Linked DNA regions of Mus musculus: region 1 is linked to region 2. Evidence: chromatin contacts called from public HiChIP or PLAC-seq data. All regions are on one chromosome and are shown on one strand. Each heading gives the region's core, a stretch centred on a gene start, on an enhancer-like site or on the middle of the called end of the contact. The rest is flanking DNA. Distances are from core to core; before and after follow the strand shown.

Evidence for each region. HiChIP or PLAC-seq counts read pairs in DNA pulled down with a chosen protein or histone mark.
Region 1: a contact with region 2 is called in a CTCF HiChIP or PLAC-seq map of the NIH/3T3 cell line, with 12 read pairs. The contact joins two enhancer-like sites. A contact is called at or near these places in 1 of 15 datasets of contacts at CTCF or cohesin (the NIH/3T3 cell line), 8 of 484 Hi-C or Micro-C datasets (Sertoli cells, cortical neurons, embryonic fibroblasts and 4 more), 5 of 115 datasets of contacts at active chromatin or transcription factors (the NIH/3T3 cell line, embryonic basal ganglia, embryonic fibroblasts and 2 more) and 1 of 9 other capture datasets (embryonic stem cells).

Annotation. Positions count from the first base shown.
Region 1 is chr3:145,898,403-145,901,663 of GRCm38.p6, reverse strand. No RefSeq gene overlaps it. Among named protein-coding and RNA genes, the nearest start is that of Gm35187, 9.4 kb to the right of the region's middle. Within about 2 kb of position 1,688, at least 18 of the 459 cell types and tissues checked have an H3K27ac peak or open chromatin away from gene starts, as enhancers often do. A contact at or near this core is called in the NIH/3T3 cell line, where this site is marked.
Region 2 is chr3:145,701,941-145,705,433 of GRCm38.p6, reverse strand. No RefSeq gene overlaps it. Among named protein-coding and RNA genes, the nearest start is that of Gm17501, 54 kb to the right of the region's middle. Within about 2 kb of position 1,838, at least 129 of the 459 cell types and tissues checked have an H3K27ac peak or open chromatin away from gene starts, as enhancers often do. A contact at or near this core is called in the NIH/3T3 cell line, where this site is marked.

The sequences.
Region 1 (3,261 bases), core at 439-2,938, 200 kb before region 2:
GTTTGTCCATCCTAAATGCAGAGAAATACCAATGACTTATTTAAATGTTGATTTGGCATCCTGAAATGCTGAGCTCAATGGCTTGTTTTGATTCTTTTTCATAAGCCCCTGAGGGTTTTGAGGATCGGGACTATATGATCGGCAGGCAGAGATGGCTTTGGTCTTGTTCACTTCACTGCAAATGAACTCAATTGTTCTGTAGAAAAGACTCCAGTTCTTTCCTCTCCTGATTCTCCTGCTAGACAACATGTCGGAGGCATCTCTCTGGATGGGGTGGGCCAGGAAGAACTGTCCATTTTTCTCTGACACTTTTGCTTGGTTGCTGAGGACTAAGGGCATCCATCCGTAGACTCAAGGATCTTTAGCTTGCCAGCAGGGAGGGTCACTCAGGGATGTGTCAGTTCTCTTACAGGAGCCGTCCTCTCAAAGAGCAGCCTCCGTCCCACAGAAGGGGTTGCGTGGACCCTCATCTTTGGAGCACACTCACCCCTCAGCATCAGATGTGCTGGGCCAGCGTGAGGGACACTCATGTCCTGCCCTTCCTCTGGAAGGCAAACCTCACCTGGGGAGCTGTGAGGTCCCAAGAGAGCCCTGTTCCTTACTCTGTCATGTGGCACTGGGGTTCTGTCGCATGAACTGAGAGTGGGGGGGGAAGGGTGTGGTGTTGGTTCAAATACCACACTTGCCTACAGACCTCACCGAATTAGCCTGCCTGCTTGCCTGCCTTCCTTCCTTCCTTCCTTCCTTCCTTCCTTCCTTCCTTCCTTCCTTCCTTCCTTCCTTCCTTCCTCCCTCCCTCCCTTCCTTTCTTCCTTCCTTCCTTTTTCCCTTTCCTGCCCTCTCTCTTCCCTCTCTTCTTCCTTCCCTCCATCCCCTCCTTTCTTCACTGAAGGTCAAACCCAGGGCTGAACACACTAGGCAAGCCCTGTAGAGCTGAAGGAACACATGCTGTATCCAATCCATGACCACGATGAGTGACTCAAGTGTGGTGTCCTCTTTGGAAGCAGTTCTCACCATTTCCCCATCAGAAGCAGATTCTTATAATGCAAACTGAGTGTGGAGGCCTCAGTATTGTCATCTGCTACATGAAGACCGTGTGTGTCTGACTGTGAGTCCGAGGTGATAGAGTGGAATGGAAAGCCACCCGGAGCCTAATTGTAGACTCTTGGGTGGTAAAGGAACACCTTACCTACCCTGCTGTCCATGCTGTCCGTTCCCAGGGTTGCTGGCTGGAACAGTCTCTCTGCCACCACACCACTCTTGCTCATGGTCCATGAACACCCCAACGATAGGAACCTCACTGATCTTAAACTATTATCCCCGTGAGCAATATGACCAAATAAAATGCAAACATCTAGGGCTAGATGTCAACACAGAAGGTCAGAATTTTAAACAACATTGTGTGACCAGAAAGTCCCGGGAACAGCTGCAAAATGGCAACTTGATGTTTGGGACCAAGTGCTCACATGGTGTGTCTAAGTTTAGAATCAACACAGTGTCTATTAAAGAGGGCCTGGACCGGCAGGTCTGGGACGTGATGATCTTTCACTCCGAGGCCGCCTGCGGCTGATTTGGATCCAATAATTTTCTGATACTGAGTGAAGGAGAGCCTGGCCACAGCACATGCCTCCAGCTCAGAAATGTGCCAGGAATTAGGATTTAAATGCCAGCTCTGTGAGACAGCACTGGCATTGCGCCACCCCACCCCCACCCCTCTCTGACCTGCTGTAACTCTTCACCACGGGCTCTGTGCAGATATACTCTGACCTCTCCAGCTCCCTCCTGGGTATCTCAGCCAGCTCCTTGTTGGGGGACGCTGACCTTGTGAATCCTCACCTGGGCCCCATCAGAAGCATCTCCAAGCCAACGGGTCAGCAGCAGATCAGAGCGAAACAAGAAAGGGACTGATGTGTGTCTTCTCAGCTTGGGGCCTGCTCTGGCAAGTTCCAGACGCACCTTCTTGTCTTAGTCTTAGAGGCACAATCTGCCATCCTAGCCCCGGTGAGCCAAGGAGTGTTGTGACGGCTGGGTTTGCGGCGTCTCACTCAGCCCCTGCATGGAGGTTTAGCATTGAGGCCTCTGAATGAGCTGTTGGCTCTGCTCTCTTCCAAGTGTCAGTGAATTCTGTTTCCTGCTGGAATCCTCTCTAAAGTTTTACCCTGTTTATCATTAACTTTTAAATTAATTTATTTAAGAGACGGGCTCTAATTGTGATGCCCAGGCTGGCCTGGGACTCATGGTGATCTTCTGCCCCCAGTTCCTGGGTGCTGGGGTTACAAGTGGGAGAGATGGCACTCGGCTCCCATTGCCATCTAGCCCTGGTAACAGCTTCTGTCTTCCCATTATTTTTTAGGCTGAAAGAAAACACGAGAGAGAGAGGGGGGGGCCTGGTGTTTCTCTCCTAGTATTAGTCCTAGGGAACTTCACACACTCATCTGGGTCCCCAGTCAACAAAATAGATGACTTTGTTCACATCCTGTCCTGGAATTTTGAGCCTCTGTTGGGTGCGTGAATCAGTGTTTGTTCCACAAGTTCCTTCCAGAAGTAATAAAACTAACATTTCTACAGAGCTGAGCTCTTGCTTGGAATAGAACTTGTTTGCTGTCAGAGCTTTTCTGTGGAATCCATGTAGAATAAGCAGTTATTGTACTTTGCTGGGATACAGGGTGTTTCAACACCTAGCATGTAGTATTCTGATTGTATTTGGGGGGAACTTGCCTCTTAGGGTTTATCAAATTTCAATCAATAAGCTTCTTTGTCCATGTAGAGGTACATAACTTTATGTTTCAAGAGAAATGGTTAATGGACCAGTTGAGGATGTGGGTTAAGAGGTACAAAGTTCAGATACATGTGATGATTGAGTTCTAGAGGCTTAATATATAGCCATAGGGTCAAAACTAACATCAGCCAAAGGGTGACAGCCAACATCAGACATAGGAGGAGCACAGCTAACAGCAGACATAGGAGGAGCACAGCTAACAGCAGACATAGGAGCACAGCTAACAGCAGACATAGGAGCACAGCTAACAGCAGACATAGGAGGAGCACAGCTATCAGCAGACATAGGAGGAGCACAGCTAACAGCAGACATAGGAGGAGCACAGCTAACAGCAGACATAGGAGGAGCACAGCTAACAGCAGACATAGGAGCACAGTCAACAGCACTGCACTGCATACTTAAAATCTTTTTTTTTTTTTTTTGGTTTTTTAAGACAGGGATTCTCTGTACAGCCCTGGCTGTCCTGGAACTCACTTTGTAGA
Region 2 (3,493 bases), core at 589-3,088:
AGTGTGAAGTAGTAGCTATCTCTGCCTCATTTTCATCCCCCAGTAATCTACCAGGGATCTTTAGAGGTGACGTGTTCTTACAGGAAACGGCTAGGTGAGCCTCACTGTTTCAGACAGAGCATACTCACCGTTCTGCCATTGATCCCAAGGTCAGAAGGTTTAATGGGTCCAGAAAGTGGCTGCCTACCTTCATGTCATTTTTCTATCTGTCATCTTTGACACATTTTTTTTTCTCCTGTCATCATTTTGGAGATGTCCTCTCAGGGACCCAGAACACAGGCTCACCACAGAGGGGAGGCACAAAGGGGGTATGGTGAGTCCTGGAGTGAGCAGTTTCTCCCAGCCTCACCCCTACTTCCCACTGCCCCACTTCCACGCACAATCATGCTGTTGTCTATTTGGAGTGTGTAGTGATGGCTCAGCTCCTGAGTCACACCCCTCTTTCAGGGATGCACCCCTGGGCTTAGGGTTACATTTCCTCCATAGTCAGTCACTTGATGCAGATACCCCAGGGTTTCATGAGTCTCTGGGGAAGGATGGAGCCAGATGAGAGAGACTACACCCATCAGAGCTCTCTGCTCCTAATGCCTTGTCACAGCCTGCACAATTGATCAAGAGTTCCTATTTTGTGGAGTGAGAACCATAGGGCCGGCACTAGGGTTCCTTGCTCTCTTTGGATCCTATTTAGGCTCTGGCCTGCATCCAAAAGAGGCAGAAAAGGACAAGGAAAAGTTATATCTTTCTGAGTTGGAATTAGAAAGGTGGGCAGGCCAGCTGATTGACCTGCTCAACTCGATTCCTTATATGTCGACAGAGGGATACATTCTGTTTTTTCCTGTAACATGGAGACTGGAGGGTCGCCTTGCTTTCGAGAGCAACCATGTAGCAAAACCTTAGCTCAAAGAATGCAAACAGGGGCCTGGCATCATAAAAGTGGAAAGACTTGGTTCTACAAAGTTGCCCTCTGACCTCCAAATGTGCACAGCAGTACACTTTCACCAGCACCCACACACATATGGATGCACGCACAAAAATATATAAAGCAAAAATAATTTTAGAAACATCTAAATATAGGATTTATTTGTGGAATAAATGTGGAAACCAAGCAACGGTGCTGAGTTTGGAGGAACGGCGAGGACATACTCCAGGCCGGTGAACCTGAGCTTGGCAGAGAATATCATCAGCCAGGAGCGAGAGGCATCTGGCTACTCTGAAGGAAACTTAGTGGGGCTTATCTCTTTGCTGAAAACCTTCAGCCCTGGAATGTTTGAAATCTAGTCTGCCTAATCTTTTTCTGTCGGAAAAAGAGAGCGAGAGCACAGGCGGCCAGTGAGGAGGAAGGGAGCAGAAAAGATGCAGGAAGGGAGAAGCTGAGACTGGATGAGGGGAAAACGATCAATTCTGTATGTAGTTCTTTTTATAAGAAAGGCAGCTAGTATGGATTCCACTGTACATTTTGTATTTCTTGAATTCTTTAAAAGTCTTTTCAGGACTCTTGTTGGGGGCAAGATTTTGCTAAAGGAAACTTCATTTAAGTGCCTGTTTCCAAAGAAAACACACACCGTACCAAGACACACACCCTGTGTGTAGCTTCACTGTATTGCTGGGAACCGGACCTCCCTCATGGCTCCTCTTTACTGAGGACCCCAGTGTCCTCGGCTCCCCTGTAAAACTGAGTCTCTCTGACTCTGGACTGAGTACAGGGAGCCTTTCAGAGCAAGGCACAGGAGGCCACCCTTGGCTGTCTGCTAATGCAGGGCTTGTGTGGCGGCCGGCCGTCGGTCCCTGTGAACTGTGTGGGCAGCGTTCTCTCTGAAGAGCCTAAGAAACCGACCTTTTGAGGAAGGCAGTGTTAAGGAATGTCTGGAATGTTTTTAGCCCCGAGAGTTTCCTGGAACCCTGTATGGTCCCCAGTGAAGAATGGGTAAAGCAGTATTATGGAGTTAAGCAAGACTGGTTCAGATCAGAGAGGGATGGAGGAAGTCATTAAAAGGGATGAGACTGTCCCCTCGCAAGCATGGGAAGCAGGCCCAGGGTTTCTTTCTAGATTGCACGTACATCCAACAAATCAACTCTCATCCTCCCAGGCTGAGGAGAGGACAAGCTCTAAATAACCTGCAATTGTTACAGAGAGTAACAACCAGAGATGAGTTCTCTTTCTTCCTTCCCCACAATGGCCTTTGCAGCAAATGAGTGAGTGAGCTGTTAAATACCGTTATATTCTGTGCTGGAATTCTACGGTATTCACAAATGTTATTTGTGGAATAGGGAAGTCATATTTCTAGCTACCTCATAAAGCTATTACTGTATTTAAAGGTTTCCAATGGTTTATTTATAGCTAGGTGCCCATTTTTTGTGTATAAGGGATCTATTTGACTTGAATTTGTACTCCTGTGAGAGCCTGAAGCTGGTTACAGCTCAACACAGTGATTTAATAGACGCGGTTCACCTAGAGTCCCAGCATCATCGCATACTGTGGCCACTGACTTCAGATATTCTCCTTTTTGGATTTTTCAAATTCCTTTGTCTGCATTCCAGGGCGAGTCATTGCAATCAGATGCACATGCAGATTCACTGCAATCGGATGCACATGCAGATACTATTTAAATATCTGTACAAAGGCAGACTGTGTGTGAATACATGTGGTGACAAAAATTCATGAAGTGAAATTTACCCTTACCTACTTACTTCTTGATGCGTTTTGATATTTTCCAGTCTATTTTATTACTTCTTTTTAATAGAATATGCAGATGATTACAGTGACGCACTTTATTTCCCTGCCCATTGATAGGTTACAACTTGGAGTGTGAGAAACTCTGGTCTCCCTGGCCCTCTAAAGAGCTACATAAGGGAGTGAAAGGGAAGGTTGTTAGAGGGCATAAATGTGGACGTGTAATTGAAACGACTCAGGAAACGCGGAAATGCTGCTGAAAGGATTCTAGTTTTCTTATGTTTCTGTCTTGTTAAAGTAATACTTTTATTTATTATTTGAAAATTTAATACATGTGTATCTTGGACGTGTTTATCGCAACTCTCCTCTTTTTCCTGGATCCCTCCTGTGGTGGTTTGAATGAAGATGGCTTTCGTAGGCTTGTATATTTTCATGATATACATGATAAATTGTTTAAGGAGGATTAGAAGATGTGGCCTTATAATAGGAGGTGTGGCCTCGTCGTAGGAGGTGTGGCCGCATTGTAGGGGGTGTGGCTTTGTAGGCAGTATGGCCTCATTATAGGAGGTGTGGCCTTGTAGGAGGTATGGCCTCATTGTAGGGGGTGTGGCCTCATTGTAGGAGGTGTGGCCTCATTGTAGGAGGTGTGGCCTTGTTGGAAGAACGGTGCTTCTGGTGTGTGCTTTGAAGTTTCACACTCCGTCTCTAAGCCCAGTGTTTCTTTGCCTGCTGCCTGCCTGCGGATCAGGATATGACTCTCTCAGCTCCAGCACCATGCCCTTCCTTTTCCCATCATGATGATAATGGAGCAACCCTCTGAAA